Linked DNA regions of Danio rerio: region 2 is linked to region 1. Evidence: chromatin contacts called from public Micro-C data. All regions are on one chromosome and are shown on one strand. The core of a region is the stretch at or near the end of the contact, and the rest is flanking DNA. Distances in the headings are between cores, read along the strand shown. Region 1 holds the start of arid4b (AT-rich interaction domain 4B). Region 2 overlaps ggps1 (geranylgeranyl diphosphate synthase 1).

The links. A called contact is a pair of places that touch in the nucleus more often than the background predicts.
Region 2: a contact with region 1 is called in a Micro-C map of caudal fin, with 4 times the contacts expected there. The contact joins the enhancer-like site here to the promoter of arid4b in region 1. A contact is called at or near these places in 2 of 18 Hi-C or Micro-C datasets (caudal fin and an unstated tissue).

What each region holds. Positions count from the first base shown.
Region 1 is chr13:53,523,725-53,526,952 of GRCz12tu, reverse strand. arid4b (AT-rich interaction domain 4B) reads left to right here and starts at 1,646. Exons shown (of 25, transcript XM_073920338.1): 1 at 1,646-1,808.
Region 2 is chr13:53,563,138-53,566,923 of GRCz12tu, reverse strand. The region is part of intron 2 of ggps1 (geranylgeranyl diphosphate synthase 1); the gene reads right to left. Among named protein-coding and RNA genes, the nearest start is that of ggps1, 34 kb to the right of the region's middle. Within about 2 kb of position 1,578, at least 16 of the 62 cell types and tissues checked have an H3K27ac peak or open chromatin away from gene starts, as enhancers often do. A contact at or near this core is called in caudal fin, where this site is marked.

The sequences.
Region 1 (3,228 bases), core at 397-2,896:
CAAGCATTTTTAATTAGGTCCTCACTTCATTCAGCTCCCTTTCAGCCAAAGATGTCTGCAGTTGGCATTAAAAGCAGTGTGGTGTACGGTAAAGTTTACGTTACTACCACACAACACGACATGTTTGCTATTGCAACCGGTCTCTTTTTGCAACCGGGAACCTGTGTGACGTCATGTGTGATGTAGGTTGGTAATTTATCTAAAAGTATGCGGATTTAAAATCAACAACATAATTTGTAAATTCTGATAATTAAATGGCACAACCCAAAATAAATAATGCTAATCAAAAGGATGAGTCGGCTCTGTGTATTCATTCATTTTCTTTTCAGCTTAGTCCCTTTATTAATTCGCGGTCGCCACAGCGGCATGAACCGCCAACTTATCCAGCAAGTTTTTACATAGTGAACGTCCTTCCAGCCGTAACCCATCTATGGGAAACATCCAGACACACTCATTCACACTCATACACTACGGACAATTTAGCCTACCCACTTAACCTGTACCGCATGTCTTACCAGAGGAGAACATGCAAACTTATTAGCTGGTTCAGGTGTGTTTAATTGGGGTTGGAACTAAAATATGCAGGACACCAGCCCTCCAGGACCAAGTTTAGACACTCCTGCTAAGATGTATTAGATAAAAACACAATTTAAAGCTGGTTTATACTAATTATTTTGATGATTGATGCATCTTATAACTCATACCTTATTATTCAAAGATGAAAGATAGCGAGTTTGGGTAAAGGTTTTATCCATTTCCTTAGAATACAGATGTGTATGAGATGTGAATGCTGATGTTATAACCTCTTTATATACCTGTACAACTTCTTAACAGGGGTGACGCAGTGGCACAGTAGGCAGTGCTGTCACCTCACAGCAAGAAGGTCGCTGGTTCGAGCCTCGGCTGGGTCAGTTGGCGTTTCTGTGTGGAGTTTGCATGTTCTCCCTGCATTCACGAGGGTTTCCTCCGGGTGTTCCGGTTTCCCCCACAGTCCAAACACATGCGATCAGGTGAATTGGGTAGGCTAAATTGTCTGTAGTGTATGAGAGTGGGAATGAGTGTGTATGGATGTTTCCCAGAGATGGGTTGCAGCTGGAAGGACATCCGCTGCGTAAAACATATGCTGGACAAGTTGGCGGTTCATTCTGCTGTGGCGACCCCAGAATAAAAGGGGACTAAGCCAAAAAGAAAAAGAACTTCTACACAATTACTTTAAGCTAAATAAACAGTGCCGAGATTAAGTAATCAATGACTTTAAATAGAAACATGAACACAGTAATGGAGAACATCTCGAATCAAACTTCTGTTATTCAAAGAAACCTTTCGACTCTTCCTCGCAAAGAGCAAGCGCGTGAAAGTAGGCGGAGCCTGGTTGTATTTCCCCACTCACTGTTGAACTCTGGGAAATGTAGTTTGAGTCATCATTGTGTGCTTCATTGCTCTGGGGACTGTAGAACACGAGAGTCGAGCTCAAAACCTACAAGTCCCGTGTATCCTTGCGAGGAAAACGCTTTGCTACGATTTTACCGTCCAATAGAAAACAAGCGGGGCGGTTCGCGCGAGTGCAACAGCCAATCAGCGCGCGCGCTGTCCTCAGTGGGCGGTTTTGTGTATCCTTCAGCCCGTTTCAGAAAGAGAGAGGATTATTACACAGAGAAAACGAGTGCGACTGACGAGCGATTTGTCGGATTCGCATCCCGACACCTTTCCTATATTTTCGGACGACGTTTCCAGCATCGATCATCGATGATTTGTCCAATGGATTACTAATTTAACGGAGGAACACCGCGACCTGTCTTCTACATCAGGTAGGACATTATGTTGACCAGATAAAGTCTTAATGGAGACGGAGATCGAAAGAAAACTAAGCTGCATCGAGCCTCAATATTGAACTAAATGATCCCCCCATGACGTTATATGCGAGGATGTAATTTAATCGTTGTGTTTTGACAACGAGACGTAGCCTTGTTTTCACAGAAAATGGCTTTACGATGTAAATGGTGCATCTAAACAGCGGGGGACTTTTTGTTCGCCTTTATTAGTTTGTTATTAGCAACTTCGGGCTTCACTTGTACCAGCAGATGTTGTGTTGGAATTCGCCAAAAGACTCGAGCACTTTTCTGTTCGCTGCTCGCCATCAAATAGCTGATGTGGGGGGAAACACTGCCTTGTTGGGTCCCTTACGTAAGGCTTTGTGCGATCCGAAGAGATATTTAGACGGAATAAGCGATGAAATCTGACAGGACGAATGTATGCATTGTGATTTTTATTTGTGTGTGTGTGTGTGTGTGTGCAGCGGCTGAAATCTTTGCTCTTCGGAAACTCTCCTGTGATTGTGATGCGAATGAATCAACATCGTTGCAGTTTTCATCTTAATATCATCGCGAATTTAGGTGTTTATTCTGAGCCGTGGATCGTTTCGGAGCGTGAGCCGAAATGGCTGGCGAGGCACGCTGTAGTTTCCCCAGCAAGCCCGTTTTCATCTCTAGTCGCAACGGAGACTGTTAACGTTACATTTCACACTGATAATCGGTTGTGTCGACGGCACGGACGTTACAGTCCGAACGCGACAGTTATTGTTTGGGGTGACATTGTCATTAGGGCTCAACGCGACGCGTTTGTTTTTCATTCAATTGAAGTGATGATGAGGATGATGATGATGATGATGTCGAAGGAAAACAAGTCTGATTTCCCCGATCGGAGCAAGTTGTTTGGGTTGACCTTGTTCGGGAAGGCTCATTGTGTTGTTTGTTGAGCGTGTTGCACACCAGCCGTCAGCATTTTGTAGCGTTGTCTCCTCCACATAAACACCAAAAAGCGTGTCAGTTCTTTGTGATTTTACCGTCTTGCTTTTCTCCATCGGGACGGGTTGGCTTTATAGTCGAAATAGCAATGTCGCCGTCGTCCCACTTCTCGAAGTCGACATGGCTCGCAATAATAGAAGTGGGGCGGCGGATTTAGCTCCTTTGTACAGTTAAACCAGCGCTGAACGTCGCAATGATAAAAATGTCGATGTCAAGCGACTGCAGTTGTGTGGCACAGAAATGGCGTCATAATGCTGTAGCGCAGTCGACATTACGCGAACCCGCGCACGCAGACTCCTGTAGTTTATCAAAGCGACATTAACTTTCTCTCACAGTTTAACTCTGCTTGTTTCACTCGATTGTAATGCTGACTCCTCAACTCCGAGAGTTCGCCTGCAGAAGCGAGGATCTCCTCGTTCGCTTC
Region 2 (3,786 bases), core at 329-2,828, 40 kb before region 1:
ACACATTCACCAGACTTCAAAAAGAGATGTATAAATATAAATACATAAATGCGTTATTGATCATTAAATGGCTTTATAATTTCATGCAGAAAAAAAAACAATACATTCCAAAAAATAAGATTACAAAAAATAATTAAACAAATAAATAAGGTGCACAAAACAATTTAATAAGGAAGAAATATAATTATATATAATTTCACAGGTGTGTTTATTTAGATCCCTGTTGCATTAGAGTTAACAATATTTTCTATTAATTCATACAAACAATAACTATCAGTATACATTTTTTATTTGTCTTTAAGACAGAGAATAAACATGCCACTCAATCTTTATTAAAATAAAAATACATTTATGTAATACTTTATATAATTTTATAGTTGTTTGCATATTAATGTAGAATTTTTATAATGTTTTCTCATTTTATTTTTACGTTGATGCTATTTGATTAATTAAAATATTAAAACGTGTGAATGCATGCAAGGTTAAAGTTCTGTTAATGCTTATCTGCCCCCACTATTAATTATTCATACATTTCATTATGCAGGAATTTGTGGATTTTGAATATGCATACATTTATTTATTTTTTATTTATTTATTATTTATGTAGAAATTTATGAATTTATTATATATATTTATTTATTTGCATATTTATTTATTGTTTTATCCATGCTGGAATTTATGGATTCATTTACCTATTTATATAATAGTGTATTTATTTATAATCTTATTTATGCATTTATTTAATAATTTGGATTTCATATATAAATGTATTTATTTGCATATTTATTTTATTTATGCAGAAATTTAGAGATTTGTTATATAAATTCATTTTGCATATTTATTTATTATTTTATTCATGCAGGAATTTGTGGATTTTTTATATATATTTATTTATTTGCATTTTTCTTTTTTTATTTATTCAGGAATTTATGGATTTGTTATAAAGATTTATTTATCAGCATATTTTTTACTTATGCGTGAATTTGTGGATTTTTTTATATTTATTTATTTGCATGTTTATTTGTTTATTATTTTATTTATGCAAGAATTTATAGATTTATTATATACATTTATTTTTTTAGCATATTTTTTTTATTTATGCAGAAATTTGTGGATTTTTTAAATTTATTTATTTGCATATTTAATTATTATTTTTTTTACGCAGGAATTTGTGGATTTTTTTTTTTCAAATTTTTTTTTTTCCCCTGGAAAAACAATAAAACACAGCTTATTTAATTTAATAAAATTTTTTATTGCAATTCAACCTAATTTATCCAAGTCAACCTAAATTATTGAAATCTTTCCAAATAGAGCTCATCAAATTATCTAGTGAAACAATATACTGCAATATATATCACAATGTCTGATTTTTCCAGTCCTAATATAAAACTTGACTGGAAGCAACGCATGCTATGAACAGATTTGAGTCTACAGAGGCCAAAAAGCATGTTTAAATAAACTCCAGCATCCCACTCTCTGACCTTTACTTTCAAAACCAACAAAACAGGAGAAAATCTGCAGTCCTGAATCACCAGCAGGGGGCGAAAACACTGGCATGAGCTTCAATCATGGTGAACGCAGAGCAGGAAAAACTTCAGGCGGAAAAAAACACAGAGTTGACCTTAACAAGTGTGTATGAAGAGCTGCTGTGAAAAGCCCTCGCGCACGAGTTAAAAGCAGGTTACTGTAAACTGGAGCTGTCAAAGTAATAATAATGGACGCGTCTGAGAGCGAGAGCTGCTGGGAATGAGGCCAAACACACACTTCAGACACACACTGATCGTCTCCATCATATACACACAGCCAGTGTATCGGTGTGACATCTGCAAAAACACATGCTGATTCTGATCTGGGAGCGCTGTTTTTACACACTGGGAGATTTTCGATTTACTCTGCTTTCATCTGCCTTCATGAAGCATTACATCATCTCTGGATGACATCATCTCTGCTTTCTGCTTGCTTACTAATGCCTGCATGAAAACAATCAAGACTTGCAGAGCAAATGCCTGTGTGAAGCATTAACCAGCCACTAATGAAACCATTCGATATCTGTACTAATAATGAGTATTTTTAAAGCTAGATTTATTATAATAATGCTTTTAAAAAGTGCTTAAGATCTTTTTTAATCGACAATATTTAATATAAATGTAATAAATCAAAGACAGAGAGAGATTTTGAAAATGTCTATAATAATGTGGCGGTATTTAATAATATTATATATATTTATTTATACATTAGTCCTTTATTCATCACGAGTTTCCACAGTAGAATAAACTGCCAACTTATCCAGCATATGTTTTACACAGCAGATGCCCTTCCAGCTGCAATCCAACACTGGTAAACACCCATACACACTCTTTTAAACACACACTCTACAGCTCAGTTCATCAGTTCCCCTATAGCGCATGTGTTTGGACTGTGGGGGAAACCAGAGCACCTGGAGGAAACCCACGCCAACACTGGGAAAACATGCAAACTCCACAGAGAAATGCCAACTGACCCCACCAGGACTCGAACCAGTGGCGTTCTTGCTGTGAGGCAACAGTGCTAACCACTGAGCAGCCGAGTCACCCTTAATACAATATATTATGGTAATTAATATGCATAACAACGTTGTGGGTACTTGCACTTTTTGACAATGTTTATTAAAACGATCAAATAAATATGCAAATAAACCTAATAAATATGCAAATAAACCTAATAAATATGCAAATAAACCTAAAGATAATATAAACAGATATAAAGACAAACTAACCTTTTTAAAATAAAATAATAAGGATGTCACAATGGCGGAGTGGTTAGCACGATCGCCTCACAGCAGTCACAGGTCACTGGTTCAGTTGGCATTTCTGTGTGGAGTTTGCATGTTCTCCCTGTGTTGGCGTGGGTTTCCTCCGGGTGCTCCAGTTTCCCCCCCACAGTCCAAACACATGTGCAACAGGTCAATTGGGTTAGCTAAATTGTCCATAGTGTATGAGTGTGTATGGATGTTTCCCAGTGATGGGTTGCAGCTGGAAAGGCATCCGCTGTGTAAAACGTGCTGAATAAGTTAGAGGTTCATTACGCTGTGGCGATCCCAGATTAATAAAGGGAGTAAGCCGAAAAGAAAATCAAATATTAAAAAAAATTTATAATAATAATAATAATAATAATAATATATCTCTGTTTTATCTGTAAAAGTTTAAGAAACCTATCAAAAAAAAAGTAATTTTACTGAGAAATTTAAATAAATATTATGCTCACCCAAAAACCTCTAAACAAGATGAAATTACATTTATCCAAGAGAGAAAATAAATAATAAAAATCAATAAAAATAAATAAAGTAAAAAATAAACACATTTTTAAAATTTTAATAAAATAAAAATAATTTTTAAAAAAAAGCCTGTCCAGAATACAGATGTACCATAACAACCCAATATCACAAAGATTAATCCTCAGGTATTTAATATACATATTATTATTAAAATTTCATTCTAAAGTTGTTGTTTTTTTGTCATTAATTGTGATGATTTAAGTCCACCAAGCTAAAACTTGCATTACATTAAATATTTATTTACATTATTAAGAATAAAAAAAAAAAAATTAAATTTAGAATCTCAAATAAAAACCAAATAAAACCTTGTAAAAATACATTTAAAAAAATATATATTAATTATGCAAATTTCATGACAATGTATATTTTAAGGGTGTCACGTTGGCTCAGTGGTTAGCACTGTCACCTCACAGCAAGGTCACTGGTTCAGAGAGAGAGAGAGAGCAGAGGCGAGTCGTGCACTAAGTGACCGG